Linked DNA regions of Sus scrofa: region 2 is linked to region 1. A link is a contact called in public Hi-C data. All regions are on one chromosome and are shown on one strand. The core of a region is the stretch at or near the end of the contact, and the rest is flanking DNA. Distances in the headings are between cores, read along the strand shown. Region 1 overlaps TMEM2 (transmembrane protein 2). Region 2 holds the start of TMEM2 (transmembrane protein 2).

Region 1 (5,917 bases), core at 2,356-4,855:
GCCAGACCAGAGAGTGAACCTTCGCCATAGGAGCAACCTGAGCCGCTACAGTGACAATGGTGGATTCTTAACCCACTGCACCAAGAGAAGAATTCCAAGGCCACCTAATTTTAAAAAATCATTTCCATCTTAGTCTTACAAAGCTGGGGTGGGGGAAGCTAGGTAGCTTTAAATAAAACCAAATCCTCAGGTTGAGATCTTAATCATATGATCAGGAAACATTTGCACAAATGCTACTATAAAAGTTGCTGGCACATGGTAGGTGCTCATCAAACGTGTATGATGGGAGACCAGCTACACACAGAAAATGGCAAGTGCAAAAATCCTTAGGCATCAATGAACTCGGCACGTTCAAGGAACAACAAGCAGACTGGCTGGTGAGTAAGAAGCAAGAGGGAAAGAATGGAAAGGAAGGCATGTGCCAGGCAAAGGTGTGGTTCTTTATTTTAAATGCATTGGGAAAAGTGGTTGCCAGGGGCTGGAGGGAGGAGGAAATGGGGAGGTGATAGAAACTTTAGTAACGTAAGATAAATCGATTATAGAGGTCTACTCTACACTATAGTATCTACGGCTAAAAATACTATATTGCATATTTAAAATCTGCTTAGAGTATATCTTATTGTAAGTGAACTTTGCCTTAAAAAATTAATTTTAGCAGTTCCCATTGTGGCTCGATGGTTAGCGAATCTGACTAGGAACCATGAGGTTGCAGGTTCGATTCCTGGCCTCAATCAGTGGGTTAAGGATTCGGCGCTGCTGTGAGCTATGGTGTAGGTCCCAGACATGGCTCATGGCTCTGATCCTGCATTGCTGTGGCTCTGGCGTAGGCCAGCGGCTACAGCTCTGATTAGACCCCTAGCTTGGAAACCTCCATATGCCACGAGTGTGGCCCTAAAAAGACAAAAAGATAAAAAAAAAAAAAATTTATTTCAAATTTTTAAAAATCTTAAAAAAATGACCATAAAGGAGGTAGAAGGTAACCTGGAAAGGTGATGGATAAGTCTATGACCCTGATGGTTTCTTGGGTGTGTACTTATCTTCAAACTCATCAAGTTCTACACATTATATATGCACAGTTTTTTACATGTCAGTCATACCTCAATAAAGTAGGTGGGTAAATAAATGTGATAGAAAGTCATCAGAATGATAGAATCAGGGCAATAACATAACCGGATTTTACTTTTAACTGGTCACTGGCTGCTGCTGCTTGGTGAAAGGATTATAGAGAACCAGACTGTAGAGAGACTAAACTAAAAAGTATTATATCCACCCTGAGAATGTATATATGACCCCTTACACGAAATGGCTCTGACCTAAAGGGTAAAAAGTCTGACTCTGAGCCATCACCCACCCTTTTGGCATTATAGTTGCTGCCAAAGAGCTTTGCAGTCATTATATAATATCAAGCAGATGGAAGAGTTCTGGAAAGGGAACTACATAATGTTCTAAAAGAAAGCCAAAAAAAAAAGAAAAAAAGGTACAATAAAACAACATCTGAATTTCTACTGAAGTCATCTCATTTTTGCTGAAATTCCTATCTGTATAAATCAATCACTGACCACTTGCTTGGATACCCTTTATTTTCATCCTCTTTCCCATTTGGTATGTAGAAAATGTAGCTGATTTTTCCTAATTTTCCATCACCTTCCTTTATGAGCTTTCAGCACATTTCCCAACTCTCCCTTAATTATTCTCTGCTTTACAGTATAGGCTTTAAATTTTCTAGTGGGTTCTCATGCTCTTTTACTATTTCATTTCATTTCATTTATTTTGCTTTTTAAAGCCACACATGCAGCATATGGAAGTTCCCAGGCTAGAGGTCAAATCAGAGCTACAGCTGCTGGCCTATGCCACAGCCCCAGCAATGCTGGATCCAAACCGCATCTATGACCAACACCATAGCTCAAGCAACACCGGATCCTTAACCCACTGAGCCAAGCCAGGGATCAAACCTACATCCTCATGGATATTACTCAGGTTCGTTACCACTGAGCTATGACAGGAACTCCTATTATACTATTTTACACGAAATTTCCCAATCTGAAACTGAGAGCTTTCTGGACTTAAAATATCCCATCTTTGGATTCCTGTGATTTCACAACTTGAAGACACAAGGAATGGCTCAACTGATTAACTACTGAGTCAACTTCTCTGATGGACAGACTAAATATCTTCTGGATCCCATGAGCCTGATGTCTAATTCACAGGCTGGCTTATTACTCATTTGTGTTTGAGTTTTATCACTTTTACTCATGTCTGGACTGAATGAATGCATGTGGGCATACTCTATACATCAGTTTATACAAAATTAAATGCATATACTAGCTGCCAAGTGCCTTGTTACTCGTCTTCTACAATCAGTTCAATAACAACTTCCAAATGGAGTTGAATTCCTCACCAACATGTATGCATTTATAAACTAGTAAGAAAAGTAATGGAGAGCAGAGGAAAGATTACCATTATCACAATATATACACACGTGGTAAAGAACTTCTTAGGCCATTGTTTTATTGTTAAGTATAATTAAACTACCAATAGATTCTGAAATATATTTTCTCATCCATCCATACATACACACAGTTATAATTTTTCTTTTTGTCTTTTTTTTTTTTTTTTGCCTTTTTTAAGGCCACTCCCTCAGCATATGGAGGTTCCCAGGCTAGGGGTCTAATCGGAGCTATAGATGCCAGCCTATGCCAGAGCCACAGCAACTCGGGAATCTAAGCCAGTCTGCGACCTACACCACACCTCACAGCAACACTGGATCCTCAACCCACTGAGCAAGGCCAGGGACCGAACACGCAACCTCATGGTTCCTAGTCGGATTTGTTAACCATTGCACCACGATGCGAACTCCCTCAGTTATAAATTTTTAAGGCAGTTAAGAGTCAATTGGGCTGTTTAAGGACTTCTTTTTTCTGTTAATACTAACTTAGCAAAGTATATATTATTAGTTCTATCAGTTACAGTAAATTCTTAAAAAGCAGCAGCAATCTTCTAACAAAGATTTATTTGCTTTGTCAATTAACATTCTCTTCTTAGTTCATAATTTCTCCACTTCTCAAAAGGTATCTGATCATTGCTTTACAATATTTCAGGCTCCACCTGATCTTTAATGAGTAATTTTACTAACTTATATTCCCAGTTTTCTCCTGACCTCATGTCTTTTTACTGTGTCACAAGGATCCCACTTCACTGACCTACAGTGCGGCTCCTATTTCATTCCCCTGTGAACATTATAATGCCTGGTATCCTTTTCTTAAATGACTGTCAACAGAGCCTATTAAATCTAGCACCCTTCCAAATCCTTAAGTTGGTCAATCAACTTGAAGTATAAAGAAATAACAGGTACGGAGTTTCTACTGAATGTGACCTTAAGTTTCCATCTTTTCCAGAGAACTGTGTTTCCATTGGAGACATTTAATTTATTTTGGCTCATATACAGCATATTAAAAAAAAAAAAAAAAAAAAAAAAAAAAAACCTTTGTTGAAATGCTGATCCATATCCCAAACGCATTTTGTGGTTACGAAGGAAAGTAACACAGAGCCCAACTATGATAGGAATCTGAGACTATGAACAACTGAACCAGAACTAGCTTGATCATCAAGTTTGAGACATTCCTCTTTGAAATAGATTTAATACAATGTTCCACTTTGACCACTAACAATAAATTACATATCCTTTGGTTTTCAGAGATTATATTAAAACATCTTAGCTTGTTTTTCAATGAATCATATTCTACTTTAGGCCAAATTTGGATCCTTTCTCAACATATCTCTATTCTTTTTCCTTAAGTCTCTTTCTAACATCGATTTAACTGTCAAAAAGGAGAAAAGCATCCATTTCTTTGGCATCTCAATAAGACATCCACAGGATCTAGAATAGCAAAATAAATGTTTTCCTATAACCCTCCTACAAACTTGGAAAACTTCTGTTTAAATGTGTTAGTGGGAAAAAAGTGTACAATGGCTTAACTCAGAAAGCTTCAGTTTGGCAAGATATGGCTTGAGTGTGATTTAAAAGGACTGGTTCTACCTTGCACTGTTATCCAAACAGAGGTATTCCCTTGGGTCAGCAGCACTAGCATTGGTTGTTTTGACACCTTTGTCAATAAATAAGCCAGCCTGAAAAATATAATAATGGACTGAAATGAGTATGAATCCCAAGTTATACTACATATATAATGATTCATGGAAATTAAGTGTTAGCATATCACATGCACCAAAAAAGGAGGGAGAAGGAATAAACAGCAAAGCAAAGGTATTACCAAAGCAGCTACTTTACTGTATGTTTTTATGTTTTACTCATTCTTTCATTTAGCAAACATTTATTTAATGCCCACCAAGCATTATACATCAAGCAGAAAACCATGGTCTTTGCTGTTATGACACATAAACCACAAGGAAGATACACAATTAAATAGACAAGTACAATCCAATATGATAAGCATATAAGAAAGAAAGACGATGTTTTGGCAGCACCTAAGCAAGGCACCAAGATGAAACCTTTTGTGAGAGTGGAAGAGAAAGAATTCAGGAAATAGCTCCTAAAAGAAGTCCTAAAGCTGAAACTAGAAGAATGGGAAGGAATTAATGACGCAAAGAAACAGGTCAGGGATGAAATGCAAAAGGGTGGGTGCAAAGCAGCTGAAGAACCCAGAAGAAAGTACTCAAGGGAAACATCTGTAAACAAGCCTGGAGATGACAGAAAGCATGGTATACCTGAGAGAAAAAAGCTTAGATGGACTAACATGAAATGTATGGGGGGAGAAAAGGTAAAGAAAGAACACTAAAGAGAAGTAAATGCAAGAAGATACAGAATTAAAACACTAAACAGACAAGATAATGGGACTTTTAATAAAGGCAATGTAATCAACTGCATGTTAAGAAAGAATACTGTAGCTACAAGATGAATAATGGATTGGAAAGGGACAAAAAGGGAAATAAGAGAAAAAATAAGAATTACTGCAGTAATTCAGTGAAGAAATAAAGATGATCCAGACTTGTGGCAATAATAACAGGAAAAAGACAGTGAGAAGTCTTTACAGGTAGGATCAATACCATTTACTTATTAATAAAATATCTAAGGGTGAGGAGAGGGAGCAATAAAGGTTCATAAATTTCTAGTTTGGGCAATGAAGTGGCTAGTGGTTTCAGCCACTGAAACAGAGATATAGAAATGAGTCTAGGGATAAAAATAAGGACTTTCATGTTGAACACATTTCATTTAGTCTCTCTGAGACATCCAAATGGTACTCAGCAGGAAGTCAGAGGTTTCGTTCTGAATAGTCAAACTTAAATTAAAACCTAATTATCTATCATTATTTAGGTCTAATTTTTTTAAATTAATAGAGCAGATTGCTACATGTCCTCATGGTGTATGACATTTAAAAATTAATTAGAATAAGGTGTTTGGGGTGATACCACTTAAAATTAGAAAATTTTAAGGATTTCCACTTGAAGTGCTGCTTTCAATCATTATTAGCCTTAATCAACTATTTGGCTCATAAAAACCATAATTCTGTGCAAAATTTTTTCCTCTTTAAAGTTTTCATCAGGAGTTCCCATCGTGGCTCAGTGGTTAATGAATCCGACTAGGAACCACGAGGTTTCGGGTTCAATCCCTGGCCTTGCTCAGTGGGTTAAGGATTTGGTGTTGCCATGAGCTGTGGCGAAGGCCAGCAACTTCAGCTCTGATTAGACCCCTAGCCTGGGAACATCTATATGCCACAGGGGCGGCCCTAGAAAAGATAAAAAAAAAATAATAATGGTAAAGTCTTCATAAAATGATTCTAAGCTCTTCAAATCATACCACACTTAGGTTAAGTGTGAATATCATAAACAGAAAGTATTCATTGAACTTTGACATAGAGCACATCAGAGTAAAGAATCTGGGCACTGTATCATATAATGAAAA
Region 2 (5,917 bases), core at 2,019-4,518, 45 kb after region 1:
ATAAACAGTAACTTTTCAACTTGAGAAATGGCCCAAAAGACTACTTTACTCTCTTGCTTTGTTTTCTCTTCGTTTCCAAGTTAGCTATTCGACAACAGGCTTGATTATGTCTATTAGAACACGAATGAGGCGTTGTCCCATTCTGGTTTCCTGTTGTAAAATGTGAGACTTTTGAAAATTTGTTGGTTACAGGCCACATCAAGAAAGGAGACTTTACTCATACAATTAGCTGAGACAAGGGAAATCTAAACAAGTACCATTTAAGAATTTACTGATTTAATTTTCCTGTCCACACACACAGTGTCCACTCCCCTACTTTCGCACTCATCCACAGACTATTAAGTGAAACAGGTGTTGACTCAATTCACTTCTAACCTTACTTTTCTGGGCCTGTAAACATATCCAGGTAAAACAGCATCAAGTGGACTGCACTGAAAACCCCAAGACAAGACTTCCACACACACTGATCCTATAGTGTAGGTATAACAGAAAGCTGGAGAAGTGATTTTAATGTAAAGGATAAATCACCAGAAGGTGCTGCCAATGTTGACTGAGCAGAGGAAGTGCACTATCTTCTGCTTTGCCCTGCAGTGCAAACTCAAAAGAGCCCTCTGAATAGCTAATCAAAGGCACAACCAAAGTATGATGCCCAAGTCAATTTTGAAAATAGCAAGTTTTCTTCAAGGGTCAAACATTAAGAGCTCCATTCTAGCCAACCAAAAAGCCATAAGGCTAAATATTTTAGATGCATTTGTTTTGTAAATGGAGTCATTTCCAATAGGTAAGCCTGGCTACTTCGAGGATTCAGGCCTCCTGAGCTCAGGTGAAACCTCCCTCCATCCCCCTTCCTCTAAGTGTTTCTCACTTTGTACAGAAAGGAGCTCAGGAAGATAGCATCTGCTTACCCTCGACACATCCAGTTATGCAACATTGCACCACGTTGTCAATACCGAAAGAAGGGGAGTGAATATAAGCCAGTGAGTAGCTCGTGTGCGGAATGAAAGTTCTTAAAATTATTAAGCGCTCTATCCTTAACCCCTACTGCTGATGAAAGGAGACATATATCAAAGTCTGTTTTCCTAACCTAATGAGGAGAATTTAAGTGAGCAGTTTCCGCTCCACAGGAAACCTGGTGACACAAATCAATCCTCTGCAGAGAGCATCCAGGGACATCAGAAGCTTGGTTTTATTACAAGGGGGTGTAACAACCAGCATTAACTGCAGCACTTAAGGGTCCTCACAGAGCGGGACCCCCTTTCTTTGCCAAGACCTCTCAACTCTGCAGAGGAAAGCTGGAAGTGGGGGATACAGTGCTAAGTCCTTCCCCAGCTTCAAAGAAAGGTGCATGGGATTTTAACGAGTCGCCTTACCTTAACTAACAGAAATTGGAGGGGGGAGGGACAGCAGGGGGAGCACCAACCCAGGGGAATAGAGACAAAGATCACCCCAAAGGCATAGGCGCGCGCGCACTGAGGCCAAAACTATGCAATGCACATTCCACCAACTTTTCACTGTAGTTGGCTTCCTGTGGGGTTTATTCCCCCAAGCTAACCCTCTCCAGAAAGTTTAAGGCTGTTCACACCGACTTTCAAAGGTCCATTGTTTCCATCCCCGTAAAAGTAATGAAAAGAGAGAGGGAGAGAAAGAAATCAAGACTTGGTTCCCAGAGACCCTTTCTTATGGAGAGGACTTACTCCGGAGGAGTTTTGTTACTCCTAATCCAAAGAGGGGAAGGCGACCCGCGGGGGGAGCGCAGGAGGGTGCTGTGTGGGGCAGGAGGAAGTTTGCCGTTTCTGTAGGAATGCCCAAATGCCTGACTGCCAGGAGCCGGAAAGCCGGGAAGGTGCGGAGGACCACGGTGCGCGTCCTCGCAGTGGCCCCCAGCGGCTGCCAGGGAAGCGGGGGGCGGGGAGTGGGGTTAGCCAGTGACCCCATTGCTTCTTACCTTCCCCTCCCCCGCTTAGCGTCGGCTAATTCAGGTGCCTACACAGCAGTCCAAAGCGACGGAGCTGAGCTCCTGGCGTCCCCAAGTCCGGATCTTCTCTCCATGGCCAGAGAGCCCTTCCAGCACCGTCGCCCGCCGCCGCCGCCGCGGATGCCGCTGCTGCTTTTACGCAACTGGCAGCCGCAGTCTCTGCCTGGAGGTGAAACCCTCTCCTCCCGGGAATGACGCGCACTTCCCTCTGCCTCCGCCTCCTCCTCCTTCAGCCCGGAGCCGCGGGGGTAAGGGCCTCGGCTCGGGCTCTTCCCCGAGCAGCTGCTGTTTCTCCTTTCCGTCCCCTCGGGAAGGAAGAGGAGGAGAATCGTGGCCCGAGCAGCAGGGCCAGAGCGTCCCCGCGACAATGGGGAAGGGGCGGCAGCACGGGTCAGAACTGGGTCCCCGGGAGTCGCGCTTGTCTCTGGTCGGCGGGCGCCGCGGCTCGCTAGGGTCGCGCTCAGCCTCCGCCAGCCAGACAAGCGGCCCGGCTCGGCAGGGCCGAAGGCTGGGGATTGGCCGGGCGGGCGGGGGAGACGAAGAAGGCGGAGGGAGAGGAGGAGACTGCGGCCGGAGGAGGCGGTGGCCGCGCAAGGCTCCTCCCGCTGCTAGAGCTCTGCGCCAGAAGCAGACACTAGGGCTCAGCGCCTCTCGCTGTGGCGCCCAGGAACAGCACCAGACCGCACAGCTGCCAAAGCAAGCCCCCCAACGAACGAGCCTCGCAGTGACTGCAGCTGCTAGAGGTATCCCGCAGCGCGTACCCGGCCTGACGGAACGTGAGCCTGCGCTTCCATTACCTCCGGAGTTCAGGCGGATCCTTCGCACCCATCACCTCCCAGCTGAGCCCTGAACCTCAGCTTCTCAGCTGAGCTTGACTGTACACCTCCATCACCTCCCGGCTGAGCGTGACACTGCACCCCAACACTCACAGCTGACCCTGACATTTCGCCGCCCATCATTCTAAGGCTGAGGTAGGCATTACAACCCCATCACCTCCCGGCTGAGCCCACATCTGAAGGCTGAACTGGACATGCCCCTTCATCGCTCCTGGCTGAGCCAAGCTCCCCACCAGCATCCCCAAAGGGACTTCCACAACTCGTGAAAAATTTCTGAGTTCGGCCACTGCATCACGGCTGCCCCCACCTGGCCAGTCACAGGCGCTAGTTTCTTGGCCTCTTCTGCACTTAGCTTGCTCTCGGACTCGGGACCGCAACGTAGAGCGGTCCCGGCATCCCACTCTCACACCAGAATAAATATGCCTACGTCTCCCCACGCCCCCTACCGCGCCACTCTGGAGTGGCTGCCACTTGAAGGAGTGGCGCTGAAAGCCACTCCCTGGCCCGCCCCAACACCGAGGGACCTAAGGATGCCTGAGCCGCCGGGGCTACAATCTTGGAATTAAACAGCCCGGGCCGCCGTCACAACTGGAGTTGCACTCACCCAGGCAAGTCTTGATTCCCGCTGAGGGCGCGGCCGGGACTTGATCAGTCAGACCCATGAGGTTCCAGGCTAGTGACAGCAGCAGGACTGCCAAATCCAGGCTGTCGTCATCTACCACTTAATTCGGAATTGAAAGTTTTCCCGCTAGGGAACTCTTTCAGTGAATACTGTGCAGATTCTCCATCCTTTTAATAAAAACTCAGTCATGTAACCATGGTACACCCAGCAGGCGGGAAGGGGAATTCCCTATTTCGAGGGTTTGGGTTCTGGATTTTATTCTAATATATGTTTCTAAATCTCTGCTGATAAAATTCCCCTGGAGCACTTCGAAAATTTTGGATTCACACACCTCCACCACGTACTGGATTAAGAGGTGCGGGGAATATGAAAGTTTGAGAAATAATGCTAGAGTGCATCTTGGAATTAAATAAAACCTTGAGGGGAAAATGCCTCTAAAATAGCAATTCGGTCTAGTGCTGAGACCTTAATGAAACCACCCAACTCTGGGAGTCACTGTCCCTTCTGGGAGAGGAAGGAAGTTTCTTAAAATAAACCCGATGGTTTTGAATTATAAACTGGGGAGAACAAAGGACTACTTAGTAGTCTTAAGGCGAAATGTCCAGGATCATGCCTTGTAAAGATAGGGCAGGAACTGTGCCATCCTATGTGGTAGGCTAAAAATTAGCCCCCCAAAGATGCCATAGCCTAAGCACTAGAACCTAGAAATGTCCCCTTATACAGAAAAAGGATCTTTGCAGATTAAAGATTTGAGTTGAGATTACCCCGGGTCCTCAGAGTGGCCCTAGCTGTAGTCTCGTGTATCCTAATAAGGAAGGCAGGGAGGAAAAGGCAATGTGACCATGAAGGCAGGGATTGGAGTGATGTAGTCCCAAATCAAGGAATGCCAGAAGCCACCAGAAGCTGGAAGAGGCAAAGAAGGATTTTTGCCCTAGAGCTTCCACAGGGAGAGAGTCCTGCTTACACCTTGATTTCAGACTTCTGGCTTCCAGGAGCCTGAGAGAGTAAATTTATGTTGTCTTAAGTCACCAAGTTTGGGGTAATGTGTTACAGCAGCCACAGGAAACAAATATATCCTGTGGTTTGTGCGGTGCCAACTTTATGTTAAAATGCCCATTTTCTGAATCTTTATTATGTGTCAGGCACTTTGCTTAGAGTTGAGACATTTCATATAACCCTTCCAAAAATTACTATTCCAATTTTAGAGATGAGGACACTGGGACTGAGGAAGTTTAAGGAGCCTGTCAAGTTCACACAGGAGCCTGTTGGAATTAAGTCTGCCAACAATTCAAACATCAAAAAGAACAATTAAAATTTCACATAAACTATTTTAATGAAAGTTTTGGTTTTAAAGAGGACTTCCTTCCATAACCCATATCTATTGCCAAAACCAAAGAAAATGGAAATTGATAGTAGGGAAGGCTTCACATGTAAGGGGAGGGCAGGGAATGTAGGGGAACTCTCTGTACCTTCTGCTTTTTGTTTGCGAAACTAATACTGCTCTAAACAAAGTCTATTAACAGAAAAGGGGTGGGGAGGGAGATTGAATCTTTGTGTTACCTGCCTTTGAGAATTGTATAAACTTTTGTTCTTAGATATTTATCTAGAACATGAAGAATCAAAGATCCTTTAAAAAAAAAAAAAGAGGCAGATGGTTTTTGGAAACTAACGTGAAAGGAAGTGACAAAGGAGAAAAAACAAAGTGAGAGGTCACCAAATGGAACTGAGGTTGTCACTGATTGGGTTCCCAGGGAAGCAGGCTCTGAGACAGAGTGCAGAGATGGTCATTAAGAAACGCCTGTGGAGGGAGGTACAGGAAGCAGGATGGAACATAGGGAGAAATTGAACTTCAGTGTAAACCCAACAACAGCCTCGGCTGACTTCCCCTAGAGGCTCTGCAGCTAGCATGACCCATGAGAGGTATTGGGCCTACACATCTGGGACTTTATATAGCCTTCTGAATCAGTCATTGGACATGGTACATCCTGGGAAGTGGCACGATCTTGGGAAGATGACTCAGCTGCTAAAGCAATCCCTGAGAGGGTCAGCTGTCAACAGCATTCAGAGCTGGGCAGCATATCTTCCCTTGAAGGCAGATCTGTCTGGTGAACTCCATATCACCCGCTTACACGGGATGTGACAACTTCACCATTGTGCTGTCCTATCCATAGAAAGAGGGAAAGCCCCAGGATAAACAGGATGCTCATATGATGTTTATTGATTCCTGGTGGTAGCAGTGCTCATGATCTTTTTTTTTTTTTTTTTTGTCTTTTTGCCATTTCTTGGGCCGCTCCCGTGGCATATGGAGGGTCCCAGGCTAGGGGTAAATCGGAGCTGTAGATGCCAGCCTACAGCCAGAGCCACAGTAATGCAGGATCTGAGCCACGTCTGCAACCTACACCGCAGCTCACGGCAACACTGATCCCTAACCCACAGAGCAAGGCCAGGGATCGAACCCACAACCTCATGGTTCCTAGTCGGATT

The links. A called contact is a pair of places that touch in the nucleus more often than the background predicts.
Region 2: a contact with region 1 is called in a Hi-C map of embryonic fibroblasts, with 2.4 times the contacts expected there. The contact joins the promoter of TMEM2 here to the enhancer-like site in region 1. A contact is called at or near these places in 1 of 5 promoter capture datasets (liver), 8 of 47 Hi-C or Micro-C datasets (adipocytes, embryonic fibroblasts, fibroblasts and 3 more) and 1 of 2 datasets of contacts at active chromatin or transcription factors (skeletal muscle).

What each region holds. Positions count from the first base shown.
Region 1 is chr1:224,993,761-224,999,677 of Sscrofa11.1, forward strand. TMEM2 (transmembrane protein 2) reads right to left here. Exons shown (of 24, transcript XM_021064792.1): 12 at 4,037-4,125. Among named protein-coding and RNA genes, the nearest start is that of TMEM2, 46 kb to the right of the region's middle. Within about 2 kb of position 3,606, at least 2 of the 83 cell types and tissues checked have an H3K27ac peak or open chromatin away from gene starts, as enhancers often do. A contact at or near this core is called in embryonic fibroblasts, where this site is marked.
Region 2 is chr1:225,039,110-225,045,026 of Sscrofa11.1, forward strand. TMEM2 (transmembrane protein 2) reads right to left here and starts at 3,269. Exons shown (of 24, transcript XM_021064792.1): 1 at 3,119-3,269.